Regions from separate parts of the Oryctolagus cuniculus genome. Here region 2 is linked to region 1. Evidence: chromatin contacts called from public Micro-C data. All regions are on one chromosome and are shown on one strand. The core of a region is the stretch at or near the end of the contact, and the rest is flanking DNA. Distances in the headings are between cores, read along the strand shown.

Region 1 (4,612 bases), core at 560-3,059:
CACAGCAAATGAATGCGGTGCGCTCTGGGTTCTGTCTTCTGCACTGCAGTAGCCCCAGGACTCGGCAGAGTCTGGCGTCTATTTTGTGTTACATAAATACTTGCGAGCACCGAATGAAAACAAGAAAGAATAAACACATGGTGCAAACAGACCATAACTATGTACCCTGGAGAAAGCGCTGGGCAGGCTCCTGACCTGAGACATGGCCTGAAGCAGTGGCCCTCTGAGAAGGTTCTGAAAGACTCCAGCTTCAGTTTTACCAAAAGGTAAACAAACTGGAAACTGGTAAAATCACCCAGTGGATCAGAGGGTGGGCTCCACCAGGAGCTGTTCTGTGACCCTGGACAAGTTGTTCCACGTATCTAGCCGGTCTCAACTGGAAAAATGGGAGTATAACAATGCCTACCTCAAAAGTCTGCTGTTTCTTACATGAAACCAGGCAAAAAAAGCTCTTAGCCCTTGCTCATATGATTGCTACTCTCCTTTATTAAATACTTCCTTTACTGAGGCGCAGCCGTACGCAACTCTGAAAATACTCATTTCTGCTTGCCTATGCATCTAGCTAAAAACGCAAAGCCTAGAAGCTGAGCACTCGAGCCAAGCACATGTCTCTACTTGCCTCCACTAGATGGTGACAATTTGGGTGTGGAATTCCCAAAACAGAAAGCGTGTGTGTGCATCACTCATATAGATTTTTTTTTTTTAAGCCAAAGAAATCAAAACGGCAAGAAATGGATCAATCGCTGAGCAGGGTGGAGAGACAACACTTCCCACCTCTGCAGAGCTAGTCAAACCCGCGGAGGGGGGATCCCACCGCACACAGCACACACGACCCCGGGGTAGCAAGAGCAACAAAGGCCGGCCCCTGGGAGAAAACTCTGCCAACAGCAGCTCCGCAGGCCGCTGCGCCCGCACAGGAACCTGCCCCTCGCCAGCTGGGGCCGCGCTCCGCCCGGGTCTGGCTGTGCCCACGACCGCCCTCTGCTCCGCTTCTCGTTCCAGGTAACTTTTTCCACTTCCGCAGCCGTGCAGGCTAGGCGAACCCACACCGACTCTCTGCAGTCAGGAGTGTGCACCGGCAAGCGAGGAAAGAACAGGAAGTGGCTTCGGGAGAGTTTCGGCCCCGATAATCAAAGTTTTTCGAGACTACGGGCGCAGACAAGGCGCGAGGGGCTCCAGGCAGCTCCGTGCGCACGGACGCACACGCCGGCCCCAGACTTCCTCAGGAAACGCACCTCGGCCGAGCCCGCCCTGCCCCAGCGCAGCGCCCGCCGCTCGGCTCGGCTCGGCTCGGCGCGGGGCCGGGAACCGCAAAGGAGGGCCGCTCGCCCGCCGCCTCCGCACCGAACTCGCCAAGCGGACCGGCCCCGGCGCGCCCCGCACAGCCGCGAGCCCGGGGGCAGGTGCCCTCCTCGGGGCTCCCGGCGGCAGGGTGACAAGCGGGCCGCCGCCGGGGAGCAGCCGGCCCAACCCCCGGCCCGCGACCCTCGCGGCCGGTGCGCGTCCAGCGCTGGCCGCTGACAGCCGGCCGGGCGCGCAAGTGACACACACAATGCCGGCCGCGCTGACAACTCACCCCGGAGCGGCGCGGAGACCTGAGGGAGGGAGCCGACCCGCCGCCTGCGCGCGACCGCAGCGCTCTCGGGTCCAGGCGAGGCCCCGCGTGCCCGTGTCTGGCCGGCGGTGCGGGGGCAGGAGGCCGGCGGCAAGGAGACGGCTAGGCGGTCGCCGGCTTCGGAGAATGGAACGCGGCGGCGGCGGCGGCGTCACTGGCCCAGCTGTACCGCGCGGGGCGGGGGGAGTCCCCGCCAAGGGGCGGGGCGGAGCGGGGCGGGGCCAGGGGCCACGCAACAAGCGCCGGCGTCGCCCCACTGGGAGCCCCCGCACGCACGCGCCGCAGGCCGCGCCAGACGCCCCGCCGGAGACCAGACAGCGGTGTTGGGGGGGCCTTAAAGGGACCGCCGCGCTGACTGAGCCGGAGCGGACGGGGCGGTGCGGGCTCCCCAGGTCTTGCACTGTTGCTGTTAGGGGGATTGTTATTATTTGCAAAGAACTGGATTGCCACCAGGTTTACAAGGCTGTTTCACGCGTGTTGTCTTGTGAACTCCTGAATGGCTCTTCTGACCTAGCTCGGAAGCAGGTTATTATCCCCCCTATTAAGTAGTTGTGTGTAGCCTTTACCTACATTCAGATCACCCCGGGGGCCGGGCGGGCGGTTGAGCGTGAAGATGCAGGTCGCGGTTCCACCTCCAGCCTCTCGGAGTCGGGACAGCTAGGGTCGGACTGGCGCCTTCCCGGGGAAGCGCTCAGCACACCGAAAGGACCCGCCATGGGTATCAGGGTTGAAAAGCTCAAGTTCCGAGCAAGGAGTGGCACAGCCGGGCACAGAGCCCTGCCAGGTGCCCAGCTTTGCATGCCAGCCGGGGGGGGGGGCAGCCTCCTGGGGCTACTTTCCAGCCCATCATCCTGTGTGAGCCTAGGGCGGCATGCCGGGACCACGACCAGCACACCATTTATTGGTGATCTCCCACTGGCACTGCCGTCCCAGCTATCTGTCCTCGGTTTCTGTGCTTATACAGCAGATGACCCCTTGGTGGCAGGGACTGTGGCTTTTTATCTTTGTGCCCCAGGGCGTTGAGTCAAGTGCTGGCCTCAGAAGTGCTCAGTGGATGGTGAGCCGTCCCTACTGGAACGTCAGACTCCTATCTTTTGCTCCACCTTGGCTTAAGTAGCCCTGTTTCCCAAGGTGGGACGTGGATACACCCCTCACCAACACCCCCAGGGCCCCTGACCAGTATTGGTTCTAGCTCGATTTCAGGAAAAGTACTGTGAATAAATTATGGCCTGTCTTTGAAAGAGCTCAGACAAGCGCCCCTCCCCACCTGCACACACCTGTTCCCGAGAGCCCTCCCTTCTGGGCCCCACAGCAATCCGCCTAGCCTATTACCTTGTGCATAAGCTGGTCTATGCTCTGTCTTCTTCTTGGGTCCAGAGTCACTGGTGATGACGGACACCCCTCCCTTGCTGCTCACTGTCTCCCCCTTGCGGCGACTGCACAGCCCACACCCCCCACGGAGTTGACCATGCCAGCCTCTACCACAGAGGCAGCCCCAGGGCAAAGGAAGCGGGCGGCCAGGGGACAGGGTGGAGGCAGAAAGGATTGGAGAAGGCACATGGAGAGAGACAGAGAGGAAGGGAAGGAAGCAGGCATCTCCTCGGGGGTCGGCTCACCACGCAGGCCGGGAGCCTGAGCTGTGCTCCAGTCGCCTTCCCCGCCGACAGGCTCGGTGGGTCCCGGAAGACCCACCACCTCTCATATCATACGGTGGCTCCTGGAACCCTGTGCAGGTCTGTTCATTGCTACCTAAAATCCTCCCCTGGAGCCACAGAATGAATGAAGGCAAGCCCCCCTCTCCACCCCCCAGAGACCAAGTACAGGGCTCCTTACCATCTGTGCCCAGCCCTCTGTGTCCCTCCACACCACCCCGTCCCCCCAGGCCTCCCTGTACCACCTGCTGGTCTAACAGCGCAGCAGTCCAGCTCAGAGCTCTTGCCCTGTTGTAAAATGGCCTCCCCACGGGACCTCTGCAGCCCCTCCAGAGCTGCTGCTTCTGCCCTTCTGTAGCGTTTTGGTTGAGGCTCAGTTGGGCATTCGTTTCCCTCTGCTTGGAGTCTCTCTCCTCAGCCTCTGCTCTCCCCTTGACCCCGCCTGCCCGAGGCTCCGCTGGCCTCCCCCACTAGAACTGAGCAAAAGCTGTTACATTCTGCTCATCGGCCTTGCTCTTCTCACCTACAAAATGGGGGTGGTACTCCCTGGCCTGGAGTACAGCTTATTTTTAATGCCATTGAAGAAATATCTTATTTCTCACGATGAGGGTTAAAAATAATGTAGGCCCTAGGTTGGGTGTTTGGCTCAGTGGTTAATGCACTGCTTGGGACATCCATGTCCCATATGGGAGTGCCTGGGTTTCAGTCCCAGCTCCGCTTCCAACTCCAGCTTCCTGCTAATGCACACCCTTGGAGGCAGCAGCTGAGAGCTCAAGTGTTTGAGTTGTTAGAGCCCATGTGGAGACCTAAATTGAGTCCCAGTCTGTCTTCCACTTGGGCCAGCCCTGGCTAGTGGAGGTACTAGGGAGTGAACCAGCAGATGAAAGATATCCCTGTGTCTGTCTGTTTCTCTCAGCCTTTCAAATAAATAAATAATTTTTTTAGAAAAGAATAATTTAGATCCTACAGATTCTACACTGGGAGGGACCGTTGCTTTGTTAATTAAAAAATTATTTTAAGGGCCGGCATTGTGATGCTTTGGGTTGAGCTGCCACCTGCAATGCTGGCATCCCATATCAGAGCACTGGTTTGACTCCTGGCTGCTCCACTTCTGATCCAGATCCCTCTAATGTGTCTGGGAAAGCAGCAGAAGCTGGCCCAAGAGCTTGGGGCCCTGCCACTCACATGGGAGAGCTGAGTGAAGTTCCAGGCTTCTGGCCTCAGCCTGGCCCAGCTCAGCTGTTAAAGGCATGTGGGAAATTAATCAACAGGAGGAAGATCTCCCCCCACCCTCGTCACTCTGCCTTTCAAATAAATGAATAAACCTTCAAAAAAGATTTGTAAA
Region 2 (4,612 bases), core at 1,026-3,525, 80 kb before region 1:
AATCAGCGGATAGAAGACCTCTCTTTCTCTTTCTGCCTTTCTGTGACTTTGCCTTTCAAATAAATAAAATCTTAAAAAACAAAAAAACCAGAACCAATACCTGAGCCCCTTCAAAACAAGGTGTGGGAAGTAGACAGTATGAGGACCAGCACCAACTGCCCGAGCCTCAGAGGTATCAGAAGGGAGTAGGAGAGGCAAATGTAAATAAAATACCAGTGCGTTCTGTGGGGCAGGTGTTTAGTCAAGGACACCACAGCCCATAGCAGAGAACCTGGGTTCCATACTTGGCTCCAGCTCCTGACTCCAGCCTCCTGCTAAGGCAGATCCAAGAGGCAGCAGGGAGGGGGCTCAAATAGCTGGGTTCCCACTACCCACATGGGAGACTTGGATTGAGTTCCTGCTCCCGGCTTTGGCCTGGCCCTGCAGTGGTGGGCATCTGGAGGGTGAATCAGCAGATAGGAGCTCTCTTTCTATCTGCCTCATTCTGTCTCTCAAATAAATAATAAATACATATAATCCCATTACATTCTAAAAAGACTCATCAAGAAGGCTTTCTAGTTGATGGGCAGTTACCAAGAAAATACTACACTGCTGAGCAGGGTAACTGAGGGCTTCAGAAACTGGGTCAGGAGTTCACTCCAGGTTTGGAACAGCTTTAGACTAAAATATTGGTGCAGTAGCAATTAGGACACAACAGGGTACACAGAAACAGGTGCTTAATGAAAATGTTGAAAGGCAGGATGGCCAGAGAGCTTTCCTGGGAATGCAGGGGGAGAAGAAACAGGGTCCCCAAACCCAACACACCAGCTGCAGTTGCGATCTGAGCACCCTAGGCAAGGCCGTAAATGTCCTTGTTAGGTTGTAATTCTATCAGTCAGAGTCGGCCCTCTCCAAACAAGTGCCTAGGAGGGCCACAAAGGTTCCAACCTAGAGAACACAAGTTACACAGCCAACTCCAAGGTGATCAGTGAAGCAGGGTCATGTATGACACAAGCTGTTCACGTGCCTGTTTCTCTACCAGCCTGGGGTGTCCCTTTCGGGCAGAGACGATCTTACCCTTCTGACAACCAGAGAGCAAGAGAAACGAACACATGGAAATCACAAACCTTGCACAGAGCTATCCAACAGTATCTTCACGTGGACACAGATGTACTTTTAAATGTTCTGGTAGTCACGTTAAAAAGGTAAAAGGGGAGGTAGGTGTTTGGCACAGCAGGTTAAGCTGCTGCTGAGACACAGGGCATCCCATATTCTAGTGCCTGGGTTTGAGGCCAGGTTCTGCTCCGATTCTAGTTTCAAGCTTATGCCACCCATGTGGGAGACCTGGACTGAGCTCCCAGCTCCTGGCTTTGCCCTAGCCTACCCCTGGCTGCTGGGGGCATTTAGGGAGCTAAACAGTGGATGGGAGGTCTCTGTCTTTGTACCTTTCGAGAAAACAAGGCAATGTGGGTTAGATGGCTGGTCTCACCACCTCCAAGGTTTATTTGTAAAAGACCTGCAGCCATTGTGGATCTGATTTTAGCACAGGGTGAGGAGAAACATCCTGTCCCTGCAGAAGCTCCTTAGTCCCAGCAGATTGGGCAGGAGCAGGAACACAGGCAGGGTTCAACTCCCTAAGAGATACCAGGGCTGCTTCCATCCGTGGCGCTCTCGGGCCTTCTGCCTTCCTGAGCCCCCACTCAGTCAAAAGTCTACAACAGGCTGCAGGGAGAGGGACACGAGATGGTTTCTCATGCTACTTGCAACCTTCCTCTCCTATGAGACAGACCTTCCCAGCAGTCAGACAGGAAGCCCATTGTCTGGCCCCATCCCTTTTCTCATGAGAACTTCCCACAGGCTGGGGGAGGGCTGGCCTGCAGTGGCTCTAGACTTTTTTTCAGGGTGTGGCGCTGGAGCTGGGCTGGGCGAATACACAGGAGACACCACCCAAGGTGGAGGCTGCCCCCTGTGCCCCCCCCCCCCCCCCCGCCGCCCCAATCTGATTAATCACTGACAGATGGGTCTGGGCTCCTCGCACCCTGCTCCCCACAGGAGAGAGGAAATGCCAGCCAGTAGCCTCAGAGCCAAGCAGAGCGAGAATGGTTCCTCTATACCTGCAGGCAACCACCAGAAGTCCTTAGTCATTCAGGAAGAAGTGCTTTTTTTCCCCTGGGCCTGCAAACTCTGACCTGAGTCCAGGCAGTCGGCTGGGACGCCACCCACTGTGGTGCAAAAGTTCCTAGGTCCCAAGTTTCCCAACTGCCTATTCCAGGAAATGTCCCCAGGCACTACCAGAAAGAGCAACCAGCAGCACAGGGTACAGTGACGTGGGTGTGTGAGTGGTGGTATCTACAATCAGCGGGCCAGGGGTGGTGTGCAGCTCTAGAGGCCACCTGCCGAGCAGCCTGGGGGGCAGATCTTCCTCTTCCCCAGTTTCCACATCTCTAATGTGGAGATTCAAAAGGCATCCGTCTCCGGGGCTGCTGTGCAGGTCAGGCCCAGCGCACGCTAAGCACTCAGTAACCAGCCGTCCTCCTCTGTGTCCCAGGGACACCTTCACTCCTCTCTGAAGCGGACGCTGTGTCCTTTCTCTGCAGCAGCTTTCTCACAGGGCCCCTTCCCCCCAGTTACTCACCCCTGCAGAGTACAGAGCAGGGATTTGTTCTGTTTGTAGCCCCAGTGCCCAGCAGAGTAGATGCTTAGAAGAAACTGCCTTACCTTGCAGATTCTGTCTTGTTTTTAACTCCTGTGGGCCACAGTGGTTGAGAAGAGTCAGAGACTAACGTGCTCCAAACTGCTGCCCAACCAGGAGCATTACTCCCTGCCTAATGGACAAGGGACAAGGGCCACATGCTGTCAGGCCAGGGTGGAGGTGTCAGACAGGGGGATCAGGGTGTGACCAGGGGCCCACTCTGCAACTGTCAGCTCTGCTCCTTGCCAGCCAGTCCCCGCTCCGTGGGACTTGGAGAGGCCGATAAAATCACACACCTGGAAATGTCTTCCATCCCTGGCACAAATCAGAGATGCCTGATGAATTTTTACACTTATTTTCAGCAGCACATTAAATCCTTATCTGTGACTTTTGGAATGGGGTAGGGCAAAGGATTTGGTAAGAAAAAAAAAAAAAAAAGACCACTGCAGAAACCTCTGAGTATTTGGAGAAGGGCAGGCAGGAAACAGAGAAGGATGTGTGGGGGTGGGGGTGGGAGTGGGGGGTGGTGACTGGTGACTGTCTGTTCTCCCCTGCTCCAGCTCAGGAATTGCCAGCTGCTTCACGAACCCTTCACTGCTTCTCTTCTCAGACCAGGGCTCCTCCTGGCTGATAAACAACCTCCACATGGCCTGCTAGCCTTTCACCTTCTGTTCTGGAGGTTGCGCCCCTCCCCCTGCTAGGACAGCTACTGAACAGGGTGGCAGGAGACCCTCCTCCATTCAGCCACTCAGTGCCAGAGCCATGCCCCAGTGAAGTGACCTCCAGAGCAGAGCCCACGGCGGCCCCCACCTCCATCTCTAAAATGATAGGGTGACAGCAGAGCCGGGGGCCGGGCCGCTGCCCACGTATTAACTAACCAGTGCTACCGCATCTCCCCTGAGGAGGCACCAGCGGGTTCCCAGCCGGCGGAGGATGTTTATCTTTCCCTCACCAGCAGCTCCTGCGCCAGGGCTCCGTCCTCCACCCCACCGCCAATCCAAACCACACAGCATCTCTGCCCACAGAATCCCCTGCCTCCGGGAGCCACAGGCAGGTCCTCTGAGGAAGCCCAGTCTGCGGCCTGAGACACTGCCCACCCTCAGAGGGGTACCTGATGAGCAGGTGGTGATTAACTCAGGGCTGGCTTAGAGTTTAAAGCAGAGCTGGACTGATTCTGCCACGTAACGGTAACTCCTGATGCCGGTTTGAGTATTGCACACACAAAGCAGGCCTTCAAGAAACACACTTAAAGTTAAAGCAAACCTAATGAGGTCTGTGGTCCAGCAGGCAGGAGAGAGGAGAGGATTAACCTTCATCACCGGGCACCACAGTGGCCCTTCAGTGTTATCCTATTGATCTCTCCCCCGCCGGGGTAAATACTCAAATGTAGTAACAGCCTGAGGTCACACTGGCTTGACCCGCTCCCTAATGTGGGGAAGCTGCTGGGTGACCGCTGCCACAAGGACAACATGGCGGTGGGGTGCGTGGGGACAAGAGCTGCTGCGGCTCCTGTCCAGAGGGGAAAACGACTGGGGAGTTCACAGGTGGCCAGAGGACTTGGGTCATCCCTCAAGTGGGGCCATGTTTTTCCAGAGAAGTGGCGGCCAAAGGCGAGACAGAGAGTTCCCTTCACCCGTCTCTCTGCACGACAAACAATGGAGCCGTGTGAGGATCTGAGATGCCAGCGCTGTGAGTAGGAGGAGACCCGGGGACAGCAGAGAACTCAAGCCTTCCCGGAGGGAGCTGCGGGAGGAGGGCTGTCGCAGCACGGGCTGTGGCCTGCAGCGGTCGGGGCCTCTGGGGCATCTCGGCCGCGTACCACCCCTGCTGCTCCTGGGGCCTTGACCACCACCAAAAACACAAAACAAACAAACACACGAAGAAACACTGCAGCCGTGGCCAAGGCCTACCATCAGCACAGCTCCGCAGGTCCCAGAGGGT

Evidence for each region. A called contact is a pair of places that touch in the nucleus more often than the background predicts.
Region 2: a Micro-C map of ear pinna shows a contact between it and region 1, with 2.7 times the contacts expected there. The contact joins the enhancer-like site here to the promoter of SUSD6 in region 1. A contact is called at or near these places in 3 of 6 Hi-C or Micro-C datasets (ear pinna, skin fibroblasts and an unstated tissue).

The regions. Positions count from the first base shown.
Region 1 is chr20:15,461,218-15,465,829 of mOryCun1.1, reverse strand. SUSD6 (sushi domain containing 6) reads right to left here and starts at 1,809. Exons shown (of 7, transcript XM_008248579.4): 1 at 1,577-1,809. It overlaps LOC103345160 (a long non-coding RNA gene), which reads left to right and starts at 1,842. Exons shown (of 3, transcript XR_515157.4): 1 at 1,842-2,140.
Region 2 is chr20:15,542,139-15,546,750 of mOryCun1.1, reverse strand. All of the region lies in intron 3 of SUSD6 (sushi domain containing 6), which reads right to left. Among named protein-coding and RNA genes, the nearest start is that of SRSF5, 58 kb to the left of the region's middle. Within about 2 kb of position 2,275, at least 4 of the 8 cell types and tissues checked have an H3K27ac peak or open chromatin away from gene starts, as enhancers often do. A contact at or near this core is called in ear pinna, where this site is marked.